2 separate regions of the Sus scrofa genome follow, and region 1 is linked to region 2. The links are chromatin contacts, called in public HiChIP or PLAC-seq maps. All regions are on one chromosome and are shown on one strand. The core of a region is the stretch at or near the end of the contact, and the rest is flanking DNA. Distances in the headings are between cores, read along the strand shown. Region 1 overlaps PTPN14 (tyrosine-protein phosphatase non-receptor type 14). Region 2 holds the start of CENPF (centromere protein F).

Region 1 (6,331 bases), core at 1,135-3,634, 210 kb before region 2:
TTTGTTTACTTGTTTGATTTTAGCTCATGGTGATCTAAGGATAAGCCTTAAAAGCTGGATGAAAATGGGACACAACAATCAATTACCTTTGGAGAAAAAAACAAAGCTATATGGAAGGAAGGAATGAAAAAAGAGGCAGATCAGAGAGAAGAGGGTTTGCAGAGAAAAGGTGGGGCAGGAAGGAGGGGACAGCAAAGCCGCTGACACAAAGCCCATCTTTTGCCCCCCCCCCCCAAGGGACAGATGGCTGTGCGGCCATTCCCCTTACCTCCTCCGCGGTGACCATGGCGATCACGTTGGCTCCCTGTTCCCACACCATCTGCCAGAAGTCATGGCATGTGTGTGGCAGGGGCCCCTGAGTGGCGATGTAGTGCCATTCTGCCCCACCAACCACCACCTGGAAACCAAGGAAAGCACTGGTGAATAACCCCAAATCCAGGACAGACTTACTTGCTGACCCTGGGTCCTTTTGCATCCACCTAAAAACCTCAGATAGTATTTTTTTAGACCAAATGTGTTATCACTAAGAAACCTGAGACCATGATGGCTAGTGACACATTCTTATACTTTTTGCCACTTAAGTTTATTAAAATATATCTCATCATTTTTGGTCTGAAACCCACAGTAATTATGTGCAAACGAGCGCACACCAAAAAACATATATATGTGGGAGTTGCCTGGTGGTGTAATGGTTAGGATTCAGGGATTTCACCTCTAAGGCCCAGGTTCAATCCCTGGTCTGGGAACTGAGATCCCACATCAAGCCACTGGCCCAAAAAACAACAACAACAACAACACACACACACACACACACACACACCTACATACACAATATTACATGCATATATGTGTGTACAACCTAACAATTTGTTACAGAAGTAAGTTATGTTTCCAATGTGCAATGTACTGATAACTGCCATTCTTTTCTCTTTTTTCTAGTCTATTCCATTAAAAACAAAACAGGAGTTCCCATTGTGGCACAGCGGAAATGAATCGATTAGCAACCATGAGGTTGCGGGTTCAATCCCTGGTCTTGCTCAGGGGGTTAAGGATCCGGCGTTGCCGTGAGCTGTGGTGTAGGTTGCAGACGTGGCTCGGATCCCGCGTTGCTGTGGCTCTGGCGTAGGCCGGCAGCCATAGCTCCGATTAGACCCCATAGCCTGGGAACCTCCATATGCTGCGGGTGTGGCCCTAAAAAGACAAAAGACAAAAAATATAAATAAATAAATGAATGAATGAATAACAAACAAAACAAAAGACGGCAAAACCCAAACTGCTCCTGACGGCTAAATTGATTTCACACCCAACAACCACAGTGTGGTTCACAGTTTGAGAAACGATACGCCATGGCATCCTTTAAAACGTCTACTATGGAATAACACCCCTTTGGGAGTAATGTCTTTCTATCACTGCCCTGATATGTGTGTGTCATAAATCTCTGCTGTACCTGCCACTCTGTGAGTGCCACGTCCAGGAGAGGCACGATGAAGGCACGCAAGCCGATGGTCTATGCTATTTTATCATTACCTTCCCCCCGTGCAGCCCCACAGCGTCCAGGGGAACTCTGGCGTCCTAAGAGGATTTTGGATGAAATCATTACCCCGTGCAGCTCAGGGTGATCCTGGGAGGATAACTCTGTAGCTATAAATAGCCACAGCAGAGACTCCCTGATAAGTTGTGCCCCACATGCTGAAGGTCGTGCGATCAGGATGACAAGGTGGCCCTTGGAGGGACCTTTCCAGGTTTCCCTCGTTCTTGTGCCTGGACATTGCCAAGCAGGCTCCCTTACTCTAGACAGTTCTAGGGGTAATGGAGTGATCGCTGGTCGGAACTTTTCCCCTCATTTATTTTATGAAACAATATACTAACTTGATTTGAACAAAAACAATGTCAGTTATTGTCTCATTACACAAGACATGTTTAGGTCAAAGCTGGCAAGCGAAACCCATTTTCCAAGTACTGGTGGGAGATAACATTCACATATTTGTTGGCTGGCTAGGAGTTTGGCTTATCTGTGGAATTGTGATTTTAAACATTCGCCTCCCTGGCACCCAACATATAGGAACCATAAATACTTCCAGAGCATGCTGCTGCCTGGGGCTTTTCAGCATATTCCAAGTATTGACAGGAGGGTATTAAAAACGGCATTAAAAACACCACTGCCAATGCTACCGAGGTAGATTTCGCAGATGTGATTCTACCTCTGGAGCAAATAAATCTCTGTTCTGTGTTAACGGCTGCTTGGAACCCAGGGAGAAAACATTGGCGAGATATACAGCCCTATTCCAAAAACACGAGGACAAGTTCTTGCAAGCTCTCTGGGTCTATTAAATGCACTCCTGTCTAATCCGGATCCACAGGATGAAATGCGGACGCTGGCGAATGTGGAGGAAGGGACATGTCTGCTAACACACCCGTGGGTACCGCGCACACGGAGTGACAGCTTTTTCCAGAGAGCAGATGGAAAATGGGGGCGGCGATTTGGCCAAAGGAAGAAGATCGTATATTTATAGCTGTGGAAGATTTCTGCAGACACTCCAGCAAGAAGCAGCTGTGTGATCTGCCTCTTCGTTGGAAGACATTATTTTGGTCCTTGTTTCGTCATCTAAACTAAGCCCAGGAAACGCACCACGGTCAGTGTCCTTCGAAGTTTCCTGGGGCTCAGTTTTTATTGTTTTAGTTCTCATTCTCAGATATAAGAGAAAAACACACATCATGACTCGTGACAGTGGTGCCATCCTGCTCCTTCCGACGGGACTTTCTGATGCTTAAAAAAATAAATGTGGTTCTGTAGGCTCTGTGAACAAAAACCATACACCCAACCATGGTACATTTTCCATATTCTGCACCAAATCTGTGAGAAGTGATCACACAAGCCAGACACCTGGCTGTATTTTAGAGGCTCAAAGGAACCTACCTGTAAGTCAGCTACAGTTGAAAAGTCCAAAGAAGGAAGGAACTGATGCTGGGTGAGGCCAGAGGTAGGATTCTAAGGTTACGGATCCTAACAGACTACCGATATCAACATTGTATTGTTGAAAAAAATCCTGTAACAACTGCTTGCACCTTAATATATGAATAATTCCTCTTCTTCAGAGGTCAGAGCATCTGGTGACATTCCCAACAAAGCTGTTCTGCTATTAGGGGCCCTGAGGAAGGTAAGCCATTTAGGAGACCCCTGCATGTACAATGTATCCACAACCCTAAATTCTACCTGAAGGGAAGCTAAGCTGACGACTGATCGTCTAGGAAAGACCGAGACAGGAAGTTTTAGGGTGTCTGAAATAGTAACAAAAGTATAATGACCCCAGTGCACTGAATACTGAGGCAAATCTTGCATGATTCATTAGCAGCTGCACCTTTATGGTCTATGTTTACATTAGCCTGCGCTTCTAAATGTCATGCAAATTTGGGACTTGAGCTGTAAAATGCCCAACTGGTAACATTACAAGGGAGAAATGGTTACGTTTCTGTGGCTTAGAACATCCCCAAAATGCCAGTGACAGAAATACAATGCCTGTGACTTCCAAGGCCTCCACTGTCTGCAAATTACAAACCGAGAGGGACAAGCCTCAGCTTTACTTGCGAGTTGTTTTGTTTTTTGTCTTTTTGCCATTTTCTTGGGCCGCTTCCGCGGCATATGGAGGTTCCCAGGCTAGGGGTCGAATCAGAGCTGTAGCCCCCGGCCTACGCCAGAGCCACAACAACTTGGGATCCAAGCCGCGTCTGCAACCTACACCACAGCTCACGGCAACGCCGGATCCTGAACCCACTGATCAAACCCACAACCCCATGGTTCCTAGTCAGATTTGTTGACCACCGCGCCACGACAGGAACTCCTACCTGTGAGTTTTAGGGACAGTTACCATGCACAGAGAGAAAAAAAGTTAAATCCTCTGTAAGCAAGCAAGCTGCAGAAATGGCTGACCTGATGTCTTCCCAAGGCCACCAGGCTTCTTCCTCTCTGCAGGAGCGGCACGGCCTTGCCACTGACTAAGAAAAGCACAGGACCCTCCCTTGGGATTTGGGGACAAGCCGGGATGCACAGGGGCGGGCGGTAGGCTTTTCTCCTCCCTGCATTTTACGCGTCAGCCGGGCCATCCGTAACCAGCCTGGCCAACAGGCCCGCCTCCTCACCTTGATGTGGGAGGCGTTGATGTAGCCTGTGCTGTTCTCTTTGGTTGGTATTAGTTCCACGCGGTTCTCCTCGTAGGGGACGACCTCGCGGATTCGGCTGCGCTCCGCGTTTTCCGGTAGAGCCGCGGTGCTGAAAACGCCGTTGGCCTTTTTCTTGGGAATTTGCTCGTACTCTGTGAACACCATCCCCTCGTCCAGCTTCTTCTTCAGGGTTCTGAACTGCAACAGAAACTGGTCTTCAGCTCTCCGAATGGCCTTAGCCCAAGCCTCGGACGAAACCCCCCAGATTCCCTAAAATATTGCCAAGGAAAGTGTGTGTTAAGGAGTTTCAGGATGTACAACGAAGGCTTGACCATTTGGGCTCACTGTTCACCACAGGGCTAGTTTCTCTGGTCCAACAGCAACCACCTTCTCCGTCATCCCTTAAACAGAACACATCTGCAAGACCAGGCAAGAGCTAAAGCTCAAAATCAGTGTTTTTTTTTAAATGAGCATCTCTGTTTAAAGGTCCAGTGATAAGGAGACGGTGAATCATTATCCAAACATCCTTTTCGCCACTGACATAACTATTTTCACTGTATTTTAAGATACACTGGCCCACGGTTCTCTAGGTCTAAGGATTAGATGCCCCCTCTCCCCACTCCCCAGGCCAAGTGAGTGATTACAATAACACGGTATTAATCGGAGGAAACGATTCCTCTTAAAGACCCTTCTGGCTCTGAGAGCATTCTGATACTTCATATATGCTGGCAAAAACTGACAACCTCATCTTGTTCGCAACCTGTTTCTTAACCTGACAGCAATTTCAAGAGCTAAAGGAACACGTTTCTTCCTCTGAAGGAAGACTACCATGCAACCTCTGTTTGCTTTCCAAAACCCAAGTTCTCACAGTGCATTACCCTAACAATTATACATCAGCCATATGTTATAGCCACGTAAAGGGCCATAAAAGAATCCTATAAATGCGTGTGCAAAATAATCAAAAAGAATCACCCCAATAAAGGGTATGTGTCCCCCCGCCCCCGCCCAGAGAGCATAGCAATGGAGAGCTACAGCAATAGTTTTGTGAGAAAAAGAAAGAGGCCCAGAGAAATTGAGTGACTGGACCAAGGCCACACAGCTCGTTAGGGGCAGGGCTCTTCAGGTGGTGTCATTGACCCAACCTGACCAAAACCCCATGAGATGTTGGAAAGGATCAATTTTGTGCAGCACAGACCAGGTCTCACTCACCTTCAACGTGAAGAATGAATCCGTCAGAGAAACCTTGGTGCCGGCATGTCTGAACAAGGAGAGAGTGCTGGAATCCAAAGACCCCAGAGAATGAGTCACGTGTTTGACGAGCCCAGCGCTTACCCTCTCGTCCATGGGAACGCGAGCGGCATCAACGCGGCTCTCTTCCCTCCCCGAGCCCCGAGCAACTGAGAGTCCGTTCAACGCTGCCAACATCAGTGGCCTCTTCTGCGCCTCCAGGCCTGCCATCTTCTGCTTCTCTAGATTCTTGCGGCAAGAAAAGGCATGTTTTCATTGTTTGTAATAGCAGGAGAATGCTGGAATGTGTTTTAATCTCCCCAAATCTGCAACTCCCCAGCCAAGGAATGCAGACAATCACCATTAGCGGGGCACATTCAAACACAGCCTTCCCACGGCTCCTCCAGGCCTCCTGAGCTTTTATTTTAAAATGTTGGAAGGAACAAACACACAAACAAACAAGAGCAAAGACTCCCTACAAACACACCCTGCCACGGGGCTCACAGAAAAACAATGCAGAGTGAGACACTTGAGGAAGATGAAGGCTGAAGATGAGACAAGGGAAAGAGAAACGGTTTCAAACCTTATCACAGTGATGGACCTTTTATGCAGAGGAAAGGGTTAAAACCTTATAAAAACTATGTGTTGCTCTTTGAAGACGTGAGATACATACATAAGTGGAGAAAAACCTTCCCAAGTTTCCACTAGAGGGGCTAAGACTGTATTGAATCTGGTCCCCAGGAAATCCTAGCCCCAGAACGAGGGCCAATGTGGTTTAGCAAACTCGCTAATACCCAAGCCTGGGCCCACCTGAGATGACCCAGCTGGCATTACCCCTCCTGCTCCATCCAGCGGGCCCGAAGGAATGCAGAGCATGACCCCTGAGGGCCACAGTGGGCATCACCAGATGTGACTGAGCTGTGGGAGAATACGGACCCGAGGCAGA
Region 2 (6,868 bases), core at 1,796-4,295:
CCAAAGAAGACATGCAGATGGCCAAAAGGTACATAAAAAGATGCTTAACATAGTTAATCGTCAGAGTATTGCAGATCGAAACCACAATGAGCTATAACCTCACACTTGCCAGAATGACTATCATTAAAAAGACCACAAATAATAAAAGTTGGTGAGGATGTAGAGGAAAGGGATCCCTTTATACCACTGGTGGGAATGCAGTTTGGTGCAGCCTTGGTGGAAAAAGTGTACAGAAGTTCCTTAAAAAACTAAAAGTAGAATTACCATATTATCCACTAATTCCACTCCTATGTATACATCCAAAGAAAACAAAAACACGAATTTGAAAAGATGTATGCTCCCCAATGTTCAAAGTAGCATTATTGACAATACCCAAGATATGGAAGCAAACTAAGGTCCATCCAAAATGAATGGACAAAGAAGATGTGAGATATATATTTTTGGAGGGTATTAGGCTTCGTGAAATAAATCAGACAGCAAAAGACAAATATTGTATGATATCACTTACATGTGGAATCTAAAAATTAAAATAAACTAATGAATTTAACCCAAAAGAAACAGACTCACAGATATAGAGAAAAATTAGTGGATCAAGGGAGCGGGGAGGGACAGGTAGGGTAGGGCATTAAGAGGTACAAACCAGGAGTTCCCATTGTGTCCTTAGTGCATTAAGACATGATGTTGTTTCTGTAAGGATGGGGGGTTTGATCCCTGGCCTTGCTCAGTGGGTTAAGGATCCCGTGTTGCTGTGGCTGTGGCGTAGGCCTCAGGTGCAGCTCTGATCTGACCCCTAGCCTGGGAACTTCCATATGCCACAGGTGCAACCACAAAAAGAAAAAAAAAAAAGAGACAGTGAGAGGAAAAAAAAGAGGTAAAAGCCACTATGCATAAAATAAATAAGCTACAAGGATATCTTATACAGCACAGGAAACACAGCCAATACTTTATAATAACCCTCAATGGAGTATAACCTTTAAAAAGTGTGACTGGCCCTGCATCTAAGCTGGAGAGGAAAACTTAGAAAGACTCAAGAGCGCTGATGCATAGATAGAAAGTCCAGATGGTGGATGAATAGTCCAGAGAGTAGACTGGCTCAGTGAGGAAACAGATTTTAAAAAGAAAGGCTAGGAGCTGAAAACAGACCCTCTAAAAACATCTACATTTGATTGGTTAGCTTTCACCCAGTTCTCCCCCTAAAATAAACAAACGGGAAAAATAGAGGTAGGGGAAGGGAACCATAACATTGAAGTCATAGAAATATCACTGAAATTGCTACAATAATCTGCACCACATAATGCCCTTGTTTGAGAAGTGAATGCATTTCTTTCTTATTTATTATAGAAGAGTGTAGCACAAGGCTTGGCTATACAGTGGTCATTAACAGATACCTGCTAAGTAATGAATGAAAGAAGAGTGAAGGCAAATTTTTCATTCAGACCTTGAAAATCCTCTATTATATGTCTTTCAGGTTCTATTGTCTTTAGGCAGCTAATAGTTGAAAAGTTACCCTGGGAAGCAATGGAATGGTAATTGGTGTTGAAGTCAGAGACTAGCTGATAAGGCAGTGTCTGATAAAAGTTCTCCCCTACCTGTGCTCTCCTCTCTCCTTGGGGCTTCCAAGGGTAGTAGAGAACAAGTCCCTTCCCCAGCTGGCAGTTTTACTCCCCGAGATGGTTTATGTTTAAGTTACTATGTGCAGAGTTACCAGGGACTAATTAGGGATGCAAAGATGAATTAAAAAAAAAAAATCTTGGAGTTCCCGTCGTGGCGCAGTAGTTAACGAATCCGACTAGGAACCATGAGGTTGCGGGTTCGATCCCTGCCCTTGCTCAGTGGGTTAAGGATCTGGCATTGCCATGAGCTGTGGCTTAGGTTGCAGACGCGGCTCGGATCCTGTGTTGCTGTGGCTCTGGCGTAGGCTGGCGGCTACTGCTCCGATTAGACCTCTAGCCTGGGAACCTCCATATGCCGGGGAGAGGCCCAAGAAATGGCAAAAAGACAAAAAAAAAAAAAAAAAAAAAAAAAAAACTTACAGGAATTTTTGAGTCTGAAGGAGGGAGCCAGACGCAAACATAGACATCAATATCTGTATGTTTAGCTAAAAGATATGGTAAAAATCCTAAAAGTGAAGCATAAACTAAGTTCTAGTAAAGACCTATAAATTATTATTTCTAAGGACTAGGTGGGAATAGCCAAGTTTTAAGAAGAAAGTGGGGTTTGAATTGGGTAATGAAAGACTAGCAGAATTTCAGTGAAAGGCAAGAGGCTGCAGGGACAGTCTAATGAAAGATTGGAATCTATTGAGGAGGACAACAGCATCACAGTTATATTAATTTAACAATTCATTGTTTTGCTCCAGGCCTTAGATGCTTATTTTTAGTTTAGGGAAATAAAACGAGTACATAAATAACACAATACCAGTGAGCTTCATAAAAAAGGAGCGATTATACACTTTCTTGACAATTTCTCTGGCTACATGTTCTGCCCTGGAATTCCAGCTCACAAACGCACAGAATCACATTTTCTAGAATACGATCAACAGAGAACAGCAGTTAAGAGTGAAATCCTGCATGTCCTAGATTCAATTTTAAATGCTTTTTTTATGAGCCTGCTAACTTTTAAATAGAAATGAGAATACTTTCCTTAAAGAATTCTTAAGAATGACACTGGATGAAGAATGCATGGCAACATAGTACCTAGTATCTATGCCCTCCTCAATTATGTGTTTAGTAGTAGATACGTGTGCGCAGTATTAAGGGTTTTCGCCAGAGAGCACACTCCCGCTGGCTGCAGCCGATAGACCACACCCTCCTAATCAGTCTGCCCAGTCCCTGGCTGCTGCGGAAATAGAGCTTCTTTTGGTCTACCAGCCTCAGCTCAAGCACGTGGTCCCTGACTTCCCACAACAACAAAAAACCTAGTAGCTCGGTACTGGCCTTTCTCCTGGTGTGGCTTGATTTTTAAATCTATCCGAAAGGGCCAATCAAAGGCGGCAGTCCGAGTGTGCGGAAGCGGATTGGCTCGCAGCTGCTGACAGTGCCCAATAGGCTTGGAGGCGAGTTTGGTCGCGGCCGGAAGAGGGCGAATCGAAAACCGGTGGCGGTCGCGGGCAGTTTGAATTGGATTGTGGGCTCCAAACCCGCGGAGGCTGTACCTGGATCTGACTCTCTGAAGGGTTGTCTTCCCTTCCTCGCCAGCAAGGTGAGCGTCCGGCTTGGGTCCCGGCTCTGGCGGCGGGCATGATGGAGCCGCTGGCTTTGCGCCGGGGGTTCCTGGGACCGGGGTGCCTGTGAGATCCCGCTCTGCGCACTGAAGGTGCGGAGGGCCGCCGTCTCCTCCCACCTGACCCCGCTGGAGCATCGGCCCCTCTGCTCCCTCTGCTCCCTCTGCTCCCGGTAAAAGTCGGCTAGCACTAGGGTCCAGAGACCCTGCTCGGTCACGGCCTCGCCCTTTGGGGAATCAGTTTCCTCCTCTGTAACGCGGAAGACTGGGAGATCAGCAGGTATTTTACTGGCAGCCTTTCGGATCCGGAAACAAGTGGCTCCTACTTGTAATTTGGACTGTCCTTTGTTGCACGGAGAAGGTGCACACGGGTCTTGATCTGGGCGGCGGCCCGATGTGCCTATTGTTGTTGCGAGAACATTTCTCTTTTTGCCTTTCACATTTCTTCGGATGCGTCTGTGTACCTGGCTCCGCTATGGGATGAAGACCGAGGAATAAGTGTCCTGTCCTCGAACCTTGCTAGAGGATGGGGAGAGTTTTCATTCCCGGGCCCGCAGTGGGCCCTGTAGGCGGGGATTCTGGTTTCTTGGTGGAGATGGGGGATTCTGATAAAGGGAAAGCGTGAAACGGGCCTGCCGTACTGGGCGTGGGTGCGTCACACGGTCACAAAAGCGCAACCTTGGGCGCTTTTCGGGCTTGAGTGACTCGGCCATGGAGAATGTCTTCCACGTAGTTGAGACAAAAAGAGAGAACATTTTCTAGAAGGAGGCTGGTCCTGCCGATACTTTTTGCAAGAACCTTGACATCCAGGATTCTCCATCGACCCCGCCCCCTACCTTCTTACTTGGAGGTTTACATTTTTTTGTCCTTTTTGTGTCGGTGGCTCCACATAGATTGTTGATGGTTGGTACCTGTCCAAGTCCCCTCGAATCGAAATGAGCTTGGGTCTGGTGAGCACTTTAACCATTTATTTGTTCCTGTCTCTTGGACCTTGAATCAGAAAAGCATTTAAATTGTCAGTCTTCCCTCTGCTTACTTCCACCTCTATCTTTTAAAATTGCTCTTTTTAATATTTTGTTCATTATGGCGTCTCGATGTAACGATTTCAGTGGCTGGCAGAATTGCTTTGGAGTTACAGTCCTGTGCCTCTGAGGTATGGTGCTCTCACCCCTGAGCTCCTGAATGAGCAAGTTAGTTTGGAGTGGAAGGAGTAGCCTATGGGGCAGTGTAAATTGTCTTTTGCTGGTGGAGAGGCACGAGGTTCCTTTCAGTAGTTTTTGGGTAAATGGCTGCAGAGTTTAAGATGCTGTGTGCAAAGAACTGAGGGTGGGGGGCGGTGAATGCCAGAGAAAACCGCTTTCCAAGGCTTGAATCTAAATTTTGTTTTCTGAGACCCTCGCTCTTCTTTCGGTTTCTGAAAATAGTTTTTTAATATTCTTTCATCAACTACTTACTAGCTGTTCTGATAAAAAATTTCATTGATAAATTCAATTGAAACAAAACACGAAAACAGTTGTGGATCGTTTCATTTAGCAAAAAACGGACTCTGTTGCCAAAATAACTGGAAAATGAATGCTTTTTCTTTCATTGACGTTATAAAGGTTACTGAATAAAGAATAATTGCCATACTTGTCTCCCAGCTGATTTAAATTTTCTAAGATATGTCTGAGAAAGAGGTAGGTCATTTACATCTTGGTACCATAGGCAGAAATATACAAATGGAAAAATGTCTTCAAGGACTAATATAGTCACTAACATGTACAGAAGGCTTCTCAGGAGATACTGTTCTAAAGCTTTAAAGAGTTGCCACTACTATTATTCCCATTTTACAAATGAGGAAACCAAGGCCCTAAGCAGTTAAATACATGCCTAAGGTCCCACATCTTGCAGGTTGCTGAGCAGGAATTTGAATCGCTAAGGCTGTATACCTGATTCCTGGGCAAGGTCTGTCTGGAGAATGATTTTGCTGCATTTTGCAGTGATCTAGTGCTAAAATGGCATTTTGTTCATTCATGCATTGACTCAACAAATGATAACCATCTGGGAAGAGAAGGGGGCCCCTGTGCTATAAGAGACTATGATGGGGAGATACGACCAGATTATGATGGATGTCCTCAGGGAAGGCTTCCTGGAGGAAGAGCGACAGAGTGTGAGTAGGAATTAACACCATGAAGAGAGGAAAGAAGAGCATTTGCAAAATAACTTATCATGCATTTTATTTGTCTTGTAAGATCTATTTCCCTGAAACTATAACTAAATATTCATGTTTTGTATAATGAAAACAAACTGAGTGATAGAAGAAGTAAAAAATGAGAAATAAAAACAGAAAGCAAGGGAAAGCCAAACTAGTGTGCTGTGTACTACTTCACAGTTATTGGTAGTCACCTTTGCAGAGGGTGGAGAAGATGGATGTTATACTTGGTTATCTTTTGAAATGTGAATTTTTTTAATTAAAGTATGGTTGATTTACAATGTTGTGTCAATTTCTGCTGTTCAGTAAAGTGACTCAGTCATACACACATACACATTCTTTTTTTAATATTCCATCATGGTCTGTCCCAGGAGACTGGATATATTTCCCTGTACTATACAGCAGGACCTCATTGCTTATCTATTCTAAATGTTAATAGTTTATATCTGCTAACTCCAAATTCCCAGTCCATCCTACTCCCTCCCCCATCCCCCTTGGCAACCACAAGTCTGTTCTCTATGTCTGTGAGTCTGTTTCTGTTTTATAGATAGGTTCATTTTTGCCATATTTTAGATTCCAGATTTAAGTGATAGCATATGGTGTTTGTTTTCCTCTTTCTGACTTACTTCACAGATATGAGAATCTCTAGTTCCATCCATGTTTCTGCAAATGGCATGATTTCGTTCTTTTTTATGGCTGTGTAGTATTCCATTATAGATATGTACCACATGTTAATCCATTCATCTATCAATGGACATTTAGTTTGCTTCCATGTCTTGGCTATTGTGAATAGTACTGCTAGGAACATAGGGGTGCATGTATCTTTTTGAATTACTGTTTTGTCCAGATACATACCCAGGAGTGGGATTTCTGGATCATACGCTAGTTCTATTTTTAGTTTTCTGAGGAACCTCCATAGTGTGAAACATGAAGTTTTGAAACTTGATTCTTAGAGGTGGTTATATAGATTCCTTAGTCTCTGAGATTTTAAGTTTCCTTTTACTGTTGTTAGACCAATAGTCTCGTTATTCTTTTCAGTTTATTTGTAAATGTTTGAATAATAAAGAGAGGAGAGCAAAATGAGCTGGGCTTTGGAAGAATGGAAGGAAGGCCTGCCTACCAGAGCTCTTCAGAAAATCCAGGAGCTTGAAGGACAGCTGGACAAACTGAAGAAAGAAAGGCAGCAAAGGCAGTTTCAGCTTGAAACCCTGGAGGCTGCGTTGCAGAAGCAAAAACAGAAGGTATCACTGAAATGCGGGTATTTAAAACAATTCATTCATCATGTGGATGAGTCAATTTTATCTTGGTCTTTTAAATCTGGAGAAAAATGATTACGTTATCTTTAGGGGGTAATCCCCCCGCCTTTATTGAGTCCTTGTGTTTTTTCTGTAGTTACCTCATTTTCTCCATCCTCTGTTTTCATTTCTGCTTACCTACGAATATGTAGGGCTGCTG

What was found. HiChIP or PLAC-seq counts read pairs in DNA pulled down with a chosen protein or histone mark.
Region 1: a contact with region 2 is called in an H3K27ac HiChIP or PLAC-seq map of skeletal muscle. The contact joins the enhancer-like site here to the promoter of CENPF in region 2. A contact is called at or near these places in 1 of 5 promoter capture datasets (liver), 13 of 47 Hi-C or Micro-C datasets (embryonic fibroblasts, epiblast stem cells, heart right ventricle and 7 more) and 1 of 2 datasets of contacts at active chromatin or transcription factors (skeletal muscle).

The regions. Positions count from the first base shown.
Region 1 is chr9:129,221,279-129,227,609 of Sscrofa11.1, reverse strand. PTPN14 (tyrosine-protein phosphatase non-receptor type 14) reads right to left here. Exons shown (of 21, transcript XM_003130398.6): 16 at 5,491-5,634; 17 at 4,138-4,356; 18 at 269-397. Among named protein-coding and RNA genes, the nearest start is that of SMYD2, 92 kb to the left of the region's middle. Within about 2 kb of position 2,384, at least 4 of the 83 cell types and tissues checked have an H3K27ac peak or open chromatin away from gene starts, as enhancers often do. A contact at or near this core is called in skeletal muscle, where this site is marked.
Region 2 is chr9:129,008,418-129,015,285 of Sscrofa11.1, reverse strand. It overlaps CENPF (centromere protein F), which reads left to right and starts at 3,045. Exons shown (of 22, transcript XM_003130395.6): 1 at 3,045-3,201; 2 at 6,452-6,654. The coding sequence starts at 6,493.